2 separate regions of the Mus musculus genome follow, and region 1 is linked to region 2. Evidence: chromatin contacts called from public HiChIP or PLAC-seq data. All regions are on one chromosome and are shown on one strand. The core of a region is the stretch at or near the end of the contact, and the rest is flanking DNA. Distances in the headings are between cores, read along the strand shown.

The links. HiChIP or PLAC-seq counts read pairs in DNA pulled down with a chosen protein or histone mark.
Region 1: a contact with region 2 is called in an H3K4me3 HiChIP or PLAC-seq map of embryonic stem cells, with 3 times the contacts expected there. The contact joins the enhancer-like site here to the promoter of Uchl3 in region 2. A contact is called at or near these places in 3 of 39 promoter capture datasets (the 3T3-L1 cell line and pre-B cells), 4 of 484 Hi-C or Micro-C datasets (the C2C12 cell line, embryonic fibroblasts and nephron progenitors), 3 of 115 datasets of contacts at active chromatin or transcription factors (embryonic stem cells and pancreatic cancer cells) and 1 of 9 other capture datasets (embryonic stem cells).

Annotation. Positions count from the first base shown.
Region 1 is chr14:101,778,908-101,783,469 of GRCm38.p6, reverse strand. The region is part of intron 1 of Lmo7 (LIM domain only 7); the gene reads right to left. Among named protein-coding and RNA genes, the nearest start is that of Lmo7, 51 kb to the right of the region's middle. Within about 2 kb of position 2,094, at least 63 of the 459 cell types and tissues checked have an H3K27ac peak or open chromatin away from gene starts, as enhancers often do. A contact at or near this core is called in embryonic stem cells and pancreatic cancer cells, where this site is marked.
Region 2 is chr14:101,651,733-101,655,965 of GRCm38.p6, reverse strand. It overlaps Uchl3 (ubiquitin carboxyl-terminal esterase L3 (ubiquitin thiolesterase)), which reads right to left and starts at 1,999. Exons shown (of 9, transcript NM_016723.2): 1 at 1,861-1,999; 2 at 1,747-1,758. The coding sequence starts at 1,902.

The sequences.
Region 1 (4,562 bases), core at 845-3,344, 130 kb before region 2:
TTCTATCCCTACTTTGATCTCAAAGAAAATGAAAACCTTTTTTCCACATGAAATCTCAGACACAAACATTTATATTTATTTAGCCTTGCTCATGTTAAGCAAAAGAAGTGGGTGCCACCTAAAAGCTTATCAATCAATCAATGAATAAATTGACTACAATTAAAACCATATAGTGAAATATTGAAGTGCTGATACACGATACAGCATGGATGATTCTTGGAAATAGGCAGAAGGAAAGAAGCCCGACAAAAAAGGTCATGATGTGTCTCCTTTGCATTGTGGGTAACAATTCCACAGAATTAAGATCTCTGCAGTCCATTTATTATCTTTTCCATAACTTCCTTTGTTAGTTTTCAACACACGAGATCTAAAACATACCTAAAAGTATAACAAATGGGGCCCCAGCTCTTGGGTATACAAACTTCCACTAGCTGTCTTCTGTGAGTGAGCCACACTTCCAACTACAGGACTACTAAGAAATCCCTTCCTCAAGCAACTCAGATGCTAAGCTCTTTCCTTTAGACTCTTTCTGAGCCTTAGGAGATCTCAATCACGTTTCCAGTTCACCTCAAAAGTTTAACTTACTAATTTAAAATATCCTTGACCAAGAACTAGTTTTATTTGTACTTACTAGGGTGATTTGTTTAAAAGGTAGAGAATAATTTTTAAACACCATTTTGGAGCTTACTTAAGACATATAATGTACCGTATACTTAACCCATAGACATTGATTAATTGGGTTTCTTCCCCAAATACTGATGGCCTTAGGAATCCTTCTTCAGGAAACCCAGTGACCTCCCTTAGCAACGCTGACGCAGTATGCTGAGAACTATAAGTTCTCTTTGAAAATGGAGAACAGTATCCGGACAGCATTACGTCATAACCAAGAGTGCCTGGTCCTGAGTGATGAACAGCCGTGTGGAGGGATGTTCCTGATGCCCTTTGTCTCCTTGCCTGGTTTGTGAACACCACCTCATAGACTCATGATGCTCCATAGGAAGGACTAACTTGTCAACTCTTAACTGAGTGTAGAGACTCACTGTCTGCAGAGTTAGTGAAACACAGCCAAGTTTGTAGGCCTTTCTCTGGAAGATTCTGATTCAAATGTCTTGGGCTGGCCTAGAAGTTCTCCTCTGACTCTGTGTGTCACTGAGATATGACTACAAGACAAACTGTTTGGATGGGAAGGACTTAGGACCTGCCAAGAAGCCTGGATTCCTCTGGTATGTGTTTGATTTTAAACAGGTACTTCGGGCTTCCTTATGAGAGAACAAATTTGCACCAAACTGTCACCTCCACAGTACTCTTCCTTAGAGGACAAACGAAACAAAGCCTGAAATCCGTCTCTGTTCTTTGCTGCCACTGTCTGGTATGTTCTCAGTACTGCAGGAGTCTAAATATTAATGACTGGATCCAGGCACATTACTAAAAAGAATTTCAACAAAACAGCTCATTGTGAGGTTTAAAACACAACATAAGGTTGTATTTGGTGAAAGTGAGAAATATTTTTATAATACTGCAAAACTGTAGCCTTTACTAAGTATACGAAGGCTTCTAGAGTGTTCCCACAGGAGCATTGTTGGTTCACTCGGATAGATTTTGACACTTTGTACGTAAAAGTTTGTATATTAAAGTAGAGAATCAGTTTACTTGTAGATCTATGACCCTCCGTAGTTCTAAGAGAAGCCTGACAGATAGCTCAATGCCACAACACTAGCCAAGTATAGGTGTAGGCCTGGCTTCAATCCTCAAGACTACAAATGTATATGCATTTTTACAGAAAGAAACCCTGACTTAAGAAGTGTTCAGACGCCAAACTTAAGACTTCTGAGAGTCTTCTCAGTCCTCTTGACAATTTCCCTCCCCCAACAGGAGACTTTCCTGGGGCTCACGGACACAGAGATCTGCTTCCCCGGCCTAGCATTACCATGTGGCAGGCAGTTCAGATCCTCGCTTGACTATGCATCCGAACTGGGCGGGCCTGTGGCAGGGTGGGACTGGATGGGAAGCGGCAGGGCATGGGTTAATCAGGAAAGCTCTAACAGGGTGATTTGCTTCACCCTGGCCGTAAACCACTCTTTGTGTCAAACTCTGGGGCGGGGTTCGCCTGCCTTACAAATGTTTCTCACAGAGGCAAATGGTGTTAGTCATCTAGCTCTGGCCTGTCCTTGGATCCTTCTGCCTCAACTTTACTCTCCCAGCTGAGTATGTCATCTAGAAGAATCTTGCCTCACTCCTCGTCTCCAACCCGATTGGGTGAACAGTCCTCAGAGAGCCATGCACACCTCACTTTCTGTTGAAATCCTAGGATTTACATTTTCTGCATTGCTTAAACTCAAGCCTCAGAGGCTCTGCCCTTCCTCGCTGCTCCGCGGCCACATGCCCCACCCACTCAGGTTCTGCACCTGGCACAGATATGAACACAGGCTCCTCCAATCGATGGATGGATGGATGGATGGATGGATGGATGGATGGATGGATGGATGAATGGATGGATGGAAGGGTGGAAGCATGGCTCGGCCTTAATCTTTTGTCTCTTGAATACTTTTCAAAACTCTACTTTGTACTCCTTAAAAATAGCCATCTTGCTTTGGCTTTCCCAAAGTCACATCGACCCATAAACTCTGACCTTCCTAAAGGCTCAGTGCTTTCCTTAGTCCATTTCCACAGTTCAAACGGCCTCTCTCCACGGCCTCCACAAAGACCAATGTTCCTGAGTCAACCCTTTCCTCCCAGCACCTTCTGAGACTCTGAGTTACTAAGCCAGCAACCCGGGAATTACAATAGCTTTAATTCATCATTCTTAAGGCCACTCTTTTCTGTCCTAGACCAAAAGTTTACTGAAGTCAGGAATCACCATGAGGTGTCAGGTGATCTTCACGCACCACAGTACATGTGCAACAAGTGATTGTGATTCATTTTTAAATCTTTTAAGTCCTTAAAAATTTGAATTTGGCTCAGGCAAAAGAGAGACGGAGACAAGGGAAAACCTGGCAATAGTCAGAGAGAGAGCAAAGACCTACAGCAATGTTCACTAAAGTTTCCCTCCTCCTCAGAAAAGTGACAATTCTCCTACACCCAGGAACAGAGAACAGAGGCAAAGAACGAAAAAGCTGAAGAGGCTGAAGAGCAGCGAAGACAGGAGGGTTGCAGGAGCACATGAAATAATCATCAGGCCGCCCCGAGCGGAGCAGATGGCAGCCACAGACAATGGAGCCCAGCGCAGGCAATATGAAAGTTTGATGAATTTCCTAATAGCGGCATGATGAAAGCCCGGAGTCCAGAAATAGCCTAAAAATAGAACAAATGTCAGGGCTGCACAAAGCCTCATAGTGCCCTTCATTATTTACTCGCCTGTATTTGTACAATACGGCAAGTCTGAAAAGCTGTGGAGTCAAAACCAGTAAGAGATGAGAACCATAATAGTTTATATAATGAATATGAATATTATGCTGTTGGACCCTAAGGTGCGCTGTACTAATTCCAATACAATAATAATAATAATAATAATAATAATAATAAGGCTAAGCATGCACCTGACCCACCATTATAACTACATTCACTAAATGATCCCGACTGCTCACCACCATGATGAGAAGAACTAAACAAAAACAACCCACTGGCAATCCTCACGATGGGCAGAGAGATTTCTACAAGAATATACACTGCAACCTGTGGACTCTAACTTCTATAAACCAAACAAGATGGTCATCAATGCTCCATCACCATAGTGAAATCCTAGCGATAGATGATTAACGTATAATGAGGGAAGGCTCACTTTGGCTTCCATTTGTAGATGGTCTTGTCCATTACCCATGAGCCCCAGTTGTTTGGGGTGTGCCAAGGCAGAACAAGGAAGGAGCCTATAGTAATGTCAAATTACTCTCCTCACAGTCACGAAGCAAAGAACGTAAAAGAAGGAGTCAGTATGCCAAAATGACTCTCTAAAACATACCTCCAATGACCTCTCCAAACACCAGGACTCTGGTGAGCACATCTTTAACACACGGGCTTCTGAGATCATTCAAGACCTAGTCTAAGCCAAGCATGGTTGCACCTACCTGTAATCCAAGCACTCGGGAAGCTGGGGACAATGACTTCTAAGCTAGCCTTGTTCCCCAAAACAAAACTGAAGATAGAGGTTGAAGGTGAGTGCTACAAAGCAGTGGTTTCTGGACACAAACGATGTGACCACTGCCCTCCCGAACACACTGCAGCTGTGGTTTCCTGCAGGAGACCTGAGCAAGACTGGCCCATCACCATTTCAGCATACATGAAGGAGAGGTGCATGAGGCTCAACCCCTCACTAAGGGTCAGGGGCATTGTTGGAGGGAAGGGTTGGGGGGTGGGGGAGATGCAGGATGAAAGTGCAGAAAACATCACATACACATAATAAAGTGTCAAAAATAATAAATTAAAAAAATGTTTGAATTAATAACCTACAAAGACACAAATAATATCAAAAACACTTGGAGATTTCCCAAAGTGACGTAAGAGGACAAAAAAATCCATCTGAGAATGGTCTCATGAAGACTCCTGGCTTGGGCAAACCACGGCACGGA
Region 2 (4,233 bases), core at 750-3,249:
AGGTAAAGCAATTAGAAAAGCCTAAACAATTCAGAAAAGGTACAATGCTGGCTTCATACAATTTGAGGACTTATAAAGCCACAACAAAGAGAACGATAACCGAAAGAGGAACAGACAGATCAATGGAGCGAAAGCTATCACATATATAGTAAATTGCTATCGCTAAAGTGTAAAAATCACTTTGCTTTACAGCTCAAATACACACTTCTTCTTATGCACAGAAGTTGGAAATTCTTTGAGATTTTTCTCTTGACAAAATAAAATGCACTAGGGAAAGAGATGAGCAAATTTCAAAGTCAAGAACAAAAGGAATTTGGCCTCTTCCAGAAAGGGTGCTGTGAACAGCAAGGCAACGGGGAAGTGCTGGCTTTTAAACTTTACACAGTTCACCTTACTAAGAAGATAGGAACTGATGCTAACAAAAATATATAACAAACCCACATAAGCTACAGGGAGTCAGGCCAGTGAGTCAAGGCTCCTCCCACCAGCAAATACAGAAGACCTGTGTTTAATCCCAAGGACCCACCTGAGGGACTGAGAGAACTGAATCTAGAAAGTTGTCCTCTGACCTCCACCCGAAATCAATGAAACAATAAATGAAACAAAATAAATGAAAACACTTTCAAAAATTCCAAAAGACAAAGGATGTCACCTCTAACATAAAGCCTGTGTGTTTTATACAAAGAATTTGCTAAAATGCTTTTAAAAAAACCGTTAAAAATAACAATAATAATAATAATAATTGGAGGAAGGGAGCAGGTTTTTAGGCAGCATTTCAATTCAGGCTGGGCTGGAACTCAAAATCCTCTTTACCTCAGCCTCCCACACGCTGATACTGGCAGACATGTACCACGATGTCTGGTCTCAAAAAAGCATTTTTAAACGTTGATAATAGATCTTTATCCTTCGGTTATGAGAAGAAAGATGGAAGAAAAGGAAGAAAACTATATAACAAACTAAGAGAACTGTTAAAGGTGAACTAAATCTGAGAGCAGAAAAAAAGGCTAATTAATACATATCTGTGCAAATATATATATATATATATATGCATTCCACCACCTAATTTGGGGTCTGAAAGGCATCCCAAGCCCCAACCTTCAGTATCCAAAACAAACTCCCTTTTAAGAGTAGCAGGTGGCTACGCATTGCAGGACAACCATTAAACCGGGCTTTGTGTGGTACAGGAGGCAAGGACCAGGTCCACCTTCGAAAGACGGGGAGAGAAAGGGGGCGTGGCAGGGAAGAGAAGGACCTCGATGGGGCAAGAGATGACTGAAAGGTGATTTCATTGTACAGGAGGTGGATGGAATTACCAGAACTGGGTGGGCAAGTTTACAAAGCCGGGAGTCAGGAAGTGTTGGCAAATTAGTCACCTTAGAAGGGACAGGGTCAAGGAACAGGATGGAACCCGCAACGGCAAGGAGACGAACCAAGATGGGGAAAGGCACGGGGTGGGGATACCAGGCGAGGGGCTACCAAACCTCAGACCCCGGGTGCCCCAGGCAGCGCCGGCGACGCGGGGTCCGACGGAGGGACAGAGGACGCTCGCTGCACCGGCATCTCCCCGAGCCAGGTGGTGGCCCGAGAGGGGCGGAGCCGCCCACAGCCGCAGCCTGGGGCCGCCTGCCCGCCCGGGATGAGATCCCTGGATCCTTGGGGATGCAGAGGTGAAGGCCAGCGGGGAGGCTGGCGGGGAAGGCGGGAAGGACTCCGGGGTCCGGGGTGACAGGCACCGACCGCACTCACCTGGTTGGTGACCTGAAACGAGACACAGAAGAGGGTTTAGCGACGCGCGCATGCGGGCTGGCGCCGGCCTCCCGACCCGCTCAGGCCCTGGCTGCGGAACCCGGCCGCGCTCACCTCAGGGTTGGCCTCCAGCGGCAGCCAGCGTTGACCCTCCATGACTGCTCCGCCGGCCGCTCTCCAGCTCTGACAGCCGCCACCACCGCCGCAGCCGCCGCCGCCGCCGCTTCCGCCCCCGCGCGCTCCGGCCGGCACCATCCAAACGCCGCCCCGAGGGGGAAACCAACGAATGGACTTCCACGACCCCCAAGACGCTTGATCTCTCCCTACGGAGACTCAGCCCTGGAGTTACTAATGAAGTTAAAAGGCAAATTAAACTGATAAGCCTGAGCCATGTCCTAGTTCATGAGAAAAAGAAGCTTTGATCAACGGTGAACTCCCCTCACACTTGGACTCTCCCTTCCCCCGAGCGAGCTCCCGAGTTCTACGCATGCGCCACCGGGCCGCGTGCTCGCAGGCAACCTCACCTTCTTGCAATGCCAACCAGAAGCTCTAGGGGGCGCGTCATGGATTCCTACTCTGTGAGAGTGGGACCGGTTTGCTAGCCTTAAGGCAGCCAAGCCAGAGGGGTTGACTCCTTGGAATCATGGTCTTCCTGCTCCTTTGTGAGGATACTGGAATGATATGTTGGCCTTATCTGTTATTGCACTGCCCGAGATACAGGTAATAGGTAAATGGTGGATATAGGTGATAGGTAGATAGATACTCAGTTCTGCTTGAGAAACAATATGGAGCCACTACAAAGAGGAAATCAGGCAATGTACTGTTTGGTACAAACTGAAGGACTTTAAACAGCATTTTGAAATCCATTCGCCATCCCACTAAATTTCAGGATGACAAATGTAATGATTTTGTTTGTTTGTTTGTTTGTTTGTTTGTTTTTCAGGGTTTAACTCAATGGCTAGTACATAGGAGATTTCTCAAGGGCTATTTGAGAAATGGTAGAGCACTTGTCTAGCATGCTTGAGGCCCTGGGCCCAATCTCAGTGTCACAAAGGAGAGAGAAGTGGAATAATCATGTATGCAGAAATACCATCTGTCAGTTATGTGGGGAAATGCAAAAACAGGAAAGTTGACACAAGGTAACATTTATGAAGACAGAGAAGCAGAAGATATTTCAAGGAGCAATCCTTTTGATATGTAGGAACCAAGAGTCATGGCAGGACTCCAGAAATTTGATCTGATATATATTACTATTCTGTATCGAAGAGAAGGATTTCAGGGAAAGGTTAGTTAAGAAGTGAGAAAAATATTATTATGCTGAATTTGTCCTTCTTGGGAAATTTCCAACTCTCCCACGCATGCTCTGGCTATTATTTTTATAACCCGGTGACTCTTGTAATCCCTTGACTCCTCCCTATTTGTCTGATGGCTTGATGCCATATCTGTCCAACCTCATGACTTGGTAAATCTGGCAATGCTGGGCTCATGATCGGTTAGCTGCAGTTGCCTGATCTCTTGTGGTGCTTGCTATAGTCTCAGTCTCTACTGGGGCTGTTTGGGGTGCCAGGGGAATTTTCAGACAGCCGCTTTTCTCCAGACTCCTGCAGTTCTGCATTTTGTTTCTCCTCTTAGTGCTTGGCCAATACGCCACACAACATCCTTATCCCTCTATCACGAGAATTTCTTCCCTGTTAGACATACCATGTCTGCTTCCTCATAACTCAACAGCAAACCAAAATACAATCCTACTAAAGTTTACCTTGAGACACCAGTGAGAAAACCAGGCTTAGCTAACACACCGTGGAGAATGAATTGTTGGCAAAACGCATAGGAGACCCCAAAGCATCCACACTGGAAAGTCTTCACCAAACATGGATGGTAGCAATAATGTGTCTTTTGCCATAGAGAAGTGGTCCTAGTACCCCACAGAACTGCGGATCCCCCCAAACCCTTGCAAACATATCAGACGTCCAATCTCCTTACTTCTAGTCTATTAGGTTAACTCTCACATTGGCATGGATGTCCCTACATAGTACAAAGAGCCTTAATCCTCAGACTGGACCATACCTATGAATGATGCCTGAATCTGAAGCACAGATTTTGACTCATTAAATGTAAAATGGGGCTCAAAATTCAGTGTCATCGCCTCCATCGTTTGAATGTCCCTTTGCCATATAGCTTTGGGTTGTTTGTTTGTTTGTTTGTTTGTTTTTATCTCCTAGGGGACAAAGTTCTATAATATGCTTTATTTATTGATTCTGGGGTTTTCTTCTTGCTAAGATCTCTTTGTAAATTCAACATGAATGTTGTAAATACAGCATTGCTGTATTTTTGCAGCCAATCACAGTCATGCAGGGACCTTTTCCACCCCTGAAATGAGTTTCCATGTGTAATGATAGTGCATGCCTCTAACACCAGCACTTGAGAAGTCAAGGTAGGAGAATCACGGTGAGGATTGGGAACTTAGGGCCAGTTGGAGCTGCAGAG